Linked DNA regions of Mus musculus: region 1 is linked to region 2. Evidence: chromatin contacts called from public HiChIP or PLAC-seq data. All regions are on one chromosome and are shown on one strand. The core of a region is the stretch at or near the end of the contact, and the rest is flanking DNA. Distances in the headings are between cores, read along the strand shown. Region 1 has its middle 120 kb from the start of Edem3. Region 2 holds the start of Colgalt2 (collagen beta(1-O)galactosyltransferase 2).

Region 1 (2,709 bases), core at 102-2,601, 520 kb before region 2:
GCGAAATCTTGCTAGTGTATGCAATGGTGTCAGCATTTGGAAGCTGATTATGGGATGGATCCCTGCATATGGCAGTCACTAGATGGTCCATCCTTTCGTCACAGCTCCAAAGTTTGTCTCTGTAACTCCTTCTATGGATGTTTTGTTCCCATTTCTAAGAAAGGGTAAAGTGTCCACACTTTGGTCTTCATAAGGGGTTTCTACAGAAAATCGCTGTGTGTGTGTGTGTGTGTGTGTGTGTGTGTATGTGTGTGTGTGTATGTGTGTGTGTATGTGTGTGTGTGTATGTGTGTGTGTATGTGTGTGTGTGTATGTGTGTGTGTATGTGTGTGTGTATGTGTGTGTGTAAGTGTGTGTGTGTGTGTGTGTGTGTGAATACAATCTCATTTTGCAGTCTATACTGGTTTGGAACACTGAATTCATAGCAGCCCTCCTCATTCAGTGTTCCACTGGAGTGCTGGGGTCACAAGTGTGAGCCATCATACTTAGCTTTCAATAGAGCAAATGTAAAATCTGTCCCTTGTAGGTATAAACTGCCACTAATTATAAAAGAAAGGATCCAAGTTTATGAGTTTTTATGAGCCAAGCTGGTTTTGAAGATTCATTTTTTTTCAGTTAGATTTATTAAGGGATAATTAAATAATACAAAATACACCTTTGAATAGTGTTTGATATACTCTGCCTCTAGGGAATGGCTTAGGATCCCTTTGCAATTTCCTCCGTCCAAATCCTCTGCAACACTGATCCGATTCTGTCGTCGTGATTTTCCCTTATGTCATAGAAGGGGAATTGAAGACTGGCACCCTTCACTTAGTCAAATGCTGTGGGTGTTCTTTTGTATTGTATCTCTGAGTAACTCCCCCTTACCATTTTCGTTCTATTATATGGATCTACCATACCTGTTAAGCCATTTTTCAGCTGATGGACATTTGAGTAGTATTTATCTTTTGGAAATCATGAATAGTTGCCATGGAGATTACTGCACAAGTCTTGGGTGGGTGAGATTCTTTCTCTTGAATAAGTAATGGAGTGTGGGATTTTTTGGAAAACATGTCACATAAATGCCCTCAATTCTGAGGTTACAGACACTTGTGACCACACCCAGACTATAGCGTGGGTGCTGGGGTTCAAACTCAGGACCATGTCATGATTGCTCAGCAAATGATCTTACCCACTGAGCCAGCTCCTCAGCTATGAGTTTTTTAGGTAGCTGAGGTTGACTTCTTGGCTCTACCTCCTGTGCCAGGATTACAGGTGTGGAGCAATCCCATCCTGCATCAGCACCATCTATTTAAAGGACAACTGTGCTGGGAGTGGTGGCATTCACTTGTGATCTTGGCAGTCCAGAGAGGCTAAGGCAGGAGAATGGGGAGTTTGAGGGCAGCCCACGCATGCTATTAGTGAGTTTCCTGATCACTCAGAAACAATGATTACTTTGTCTCAAAACAAACAGAAAACAAAAGGCAATGCTTTCCCGGAATGAATTACTGTGACACCTTTGTTTGGAAGCAATTGATCATGAATGGGTGGGTCTGTTTCTGGACTCTTACTCCTAATTATGGTAATCTTAGAAACAGGCTTTGTTATTTCAGTCAACTGGTCAGGTTTTAAATAGACAGAACATTTAGAACCGGTGGCTGTCGGTCTCTTTGGATCTCAGGATTCAAAGCAAACACCATTTGTGTGTGTGTGTGTGTGATGGAAACTCCAGGCAGGCAGGCAGGCATGCCATGCCAGGCTCCAGAGGCTCCCGTTTTGTTCTGAGGAGCAAGCTAATGTTCTCCCGCAGGTGAGCATACATACATCTGTGACTGGGACGTCAATCTGAACCACTCATACCCCAGCAAAACAGGCGGAGGCTTTCTCACAGGTACCCTTCCCTGCACGAAGTTTCTGGTTTACAAGGATTCTAACTCATAACGCAAGAACATCACAGGCTCCAGGACCAGAGTTCTCTGGGAGGAGGTTGAGGAGGGCTGGAGAGAAAGCCAGAACAAAGGCGTAATATTCTAGACGCTTTGCCACCATTATGGCAGCAGGGTCCTCTAGCAGGATGAGCCAGAGCTGAGGCCACGATTGCCGCATGGCCAGCTTCCCTGGGGCTTCTCAGAAAGCCAGCCTTTCAGCTACAGAGCTGCTGCCTGTTCTTAGACGGTGGATTGTTAGCGGGCTCGAAATAGACCATTCATTTTCTTCTTCTTTTAGCACAGAAGGGTCTCACATCTCCAAACACCACCAGGGACCTGAATGTTTCCAGTCAAAACCTTCCCCAGACCACAGACCTCTGGTAAGAGGAAAGGCTTTGGAGGGCAAAGAACCACCCACCAGCCTGGAAACCACAGAGTACACAGGAGACAGAGGCCTCTTGCTCTTAAATACTGGGGGCCTACCACCATTGATCCATAGATGCTATCTTCCCAGTCGGCCTTCCCCCTACTCTCCGCCTCAAGAAATACATCAGTTTGCTAGGTGTGGGGAGCACTGATTGGCTACTAGCTGTCATGTGCTCTCAGAAGCTGCCTGTCACAACCAATCGCGCAGTAAGAACGGAGCACAGTCCTGTGGGGAATGGGTGCGGTTCTTCAGTATCCCTTAGTGCAATAGTCATCTGGTGGATACCAAATCACACGCGTTTCTTGTTTAGAAGAGATCACGTGCTGTTGGGAGCTACGGAGACTTTGGGCCAGACAGGGTCCAGTGGATGCGTGA
Region 2 (2,700 bases), core at 174-2,673:
CAAAGGGAGATTAAGAAAGAGAGGAAGGCAGTATTGACTCCTTTCATGGAGCTTGACCAACAGAGTGTCACTAGGAGACAAAGGTTGTTAATTTTGTTTCAGAAGCAGGGTTTTACATAGCCCAGGTTACATGACATTGTGACATGTAGGTAGCTAAGGTTACCTTGAACCCCTGATTCCTGTCTCTACCTCCTTAGTGTTGGAATGGGGAGCCTGGCCACAATGTCTACTGATGCTTATAAAAAGTGTTTGTTTGTTTGAAGGACGTGAGAATGGTCTAAGTTTTAGGATGAGAGAAGAGAGTTGCTACAAATGGACCAGTTGAAGGTTTGGAGAGCAGAGAAGAGCAAGTTGAGGCCTTCCAACAGTTATGGAGAAGGGACAACACAGTAAAAGACAGTGTGTCAGAGCTGGGGCTGGTTGGCCTGGCAGTGAAGGTCATGAACTTGCAGGGCCCCTAGTTCAGCCTGCACACAGGGTAAAGGCTGTGGATTTCATGCCACAGTTTACTCTGGTCCCTGTGTTATCTTCAAAGTAAATAACCTCTAGCTGAGTATTCCAGCTGCTTAAACATTTTGTCAAATGATTGTGTTTTGTGTTCTACCTTGGCCCTGTCTTCTGGCCTTCATTCTCTCTCTTCTCTTTGACTTGTGCTGATCTTCCCACTCTTTGTCAGTTTGCGTGATTAAGGGGGGGGGGGGGGCATGTGAATCTTCCTTTTCATCTCCTCACTTAGGAAGGTGCTCCTTGGACTTGAGAGATAAAGTTCTTACTGCAACCTTTCTTGGGAAGAAAAAAAGAAAGGAGAGAGAGAGAGAGGGAGAGGGAGAGGGAGGGAGGGAGGGAGGGAGGTAGAGAGAGAGAGAGAGAGAGAGAGAGAGAGAGAGAGAGAGGAAGGGAGGGAGGGAGAAAGAAAAGACAAGAAGAGAAGAGAAGAGAAGAGAAAAGAAAGAAAAGAAAAGAAAAGAAAAGAAAAGAAAAGAAAAGAAAAGAAAAGAAAAGAAAAGAAAAGAAAAGAAAAGAGGCTCCAGAAGAGTGATCCATTCGGAGCTATTATTTTCAGGGTTCTGATTTGAGGTCTAAAATTCTCCAAGTCTTCAATTTTTCAGAAGTTGTATGTCTATGGAATACAAGCATTCTGCCTCTGTAGATGTTATAACATTGTTTCTCACAGTCCTGGGTGGTTGAGGAGACCTCCAGTTTTAGAACTCTAATCTGTCAATAGGTGCATTATAAAGCCCTGGATACATCGCGTCACTGTGAAGAACTTCAGACTGCGGTTAGAAAAAGCAGAATAAATTTTCTTGGGGTTGTACCGTTATGTATACACACACACACACACACACACACACACACACACACACACACACACACTCTCCCATTGGCAGACAGGGCCACACCTCACAGCTCTGGAGGAAGCCGCAGACCTCAGCTGTACAAGCGCAGCCTGGACTAGGGGAACTTTCCCTGGAACTCGGGAAGATCAGCCTCCCGGAGTCGACCTGTCTGCAGGGCGGAGCGCGGGGCAAGCGCGGGTGGCAGGGAGTCGGTGCACAGGGGACTCAGGTCAAGGCTGGTCGGCGGCGGGTCCTGCGAGCCTCAGAAATCAGTGCCGGTGCACGCTCCCGCCGTCCCGGGGCAGCCGCATCCCCGGCGCCGCTGGCAGCATCGCCGCCTCCCGCCGGCTACGGAACATGGCTGCGCGCCTCGCCACTGTCGCCTGCGCGCTGTTCCTGCTGTCCTCCGCCCTGCTCCGCCTCGGCTGCCGGGCGCGCTTCGCCGCCGAGCCCGACTCGGATGAGGACGGAGAGGAAACGGTGGCGTTCCCCGAGTCGCCCCCGCAGAAACCCACGGTGTTCGTGGTCGTTCTCGCCCGCAACGCTGCGCATACGCTGCCTTACTTCCTCGGCTGCCTGGAACGGCTGGACTACCCCAAGAGCAGGATGGCTATCTGGTGAGCGGGTAGGGGTCCTGGGCCACCGCGGGGAAGATGAGGGCAGCTTGCTGCGCACACTCCCTTGCTGCCCGCGTGGGTCCTGGACTGAGAGAGTGGTGGGGCCGGGAGGGAGATGAGAAAACCTATGGACGAGAATCTGGAGACCTTGACTTTCCTCATCCCCCTCCTCTTCCTGGTTTCTACTGGGAGAGAGTGTCTTCTCCAGATGCGAGACACAGAACTTAATTAACTAAGGCAGGAAAGGGGTCCACAGAGACTTGGGAGATGGAGAGTGAGTCACCCGGACTTGCAGGTGCTAGGAGTCTGCTCTCTGAGTAACTCGGCTTCTGGTCCTCCCCTGGGTTATCTGAACTCAGGGATGGAGATTTTGAAACTTTGTTTGGAGTCTTTCCAATCACACCACACTGTGGGCTGGTCTTTTCTTGGGAGCTCCAGAAGGTCCCTGCCTGTTCAGCCTCCTGAGACACGTTCCCACTGCAGATGCAAACTGTACTGAGGTGCCCTAGGGTCTATGATGGGCCATTGGAGCCATCATTGGGAGGATAAACAGTCAAGTTTTGTCTTCAGGCTAAAGAATTCTATGCTTGGTCCCTTTGTGTTTGCTGTGGATCAGGACAGGGAATCAATGGAAGTCTGTCCCTTCCTCCCGTAGACCTCAGTCCATCCAGTTCCACACCTTTAAATCCAAGCATTCGTGGTGGAGTCGGGCAGGCAAGCTCTAGATGGTCTGCAGAGAAAGTAAA

Evidence for each region. HiChIP or PLAC-seq counts read pairs in DNA pulled down with a chosen protein or histone mark.
Region 1: an H3K4me3 HiChIP or PLAC-seq map of stem cell-derived neural progenitor cells shows a contact between it and region 2, with 13 read pairs. The contact joins the enhancer-like site here to the promoter of Colgalt2 in region 2. A contact is called at or near these places in 1 of 39 promoter capture datasets (the C10 cell line), 2 of 484 Hi-C or Micro-C datasets (bone marrow-derived macrophages and embryonic stem cells), 5 of 115 datasets of contacts at active chromatin or transcription factors (embryonic basal ganglia, embryonic hindbrain, embryonic stem cells and 2 more) and 1 of 9 other capture datasets (liver).

The regions. Positions count from the first base shown.
Region 1 is chr1:151,877,135-151,879,843 of GRCm38.p6, forward strand. No RefSeq gene overlaps it. Among named protein-coding and RNA genes, the nearest start is that of Edem3, 120 kb to the left of the region's middle. Within about 2 kb of position 1,352, at least 35 of the 459 cell types and tissues checked have an H3K27ac peak or open chromatin away from gene starts, as enhancers often do. A contact at or near this core is called in embryonic stem cells and stem cell-derived neural progenitor cells, where this site is marked.
Region 2 is chr1:152,398,444-152,401,143 of GRCm38.p6, forward strand. Colgalt2 (collagen beta(1-O)galactosyltransferase 2) reads left to right here and starts at 1,424. Exons shown (of 12, transcript NM_177756.4): 1 at 1,424-1,954. The coding sequence starts at 1,695.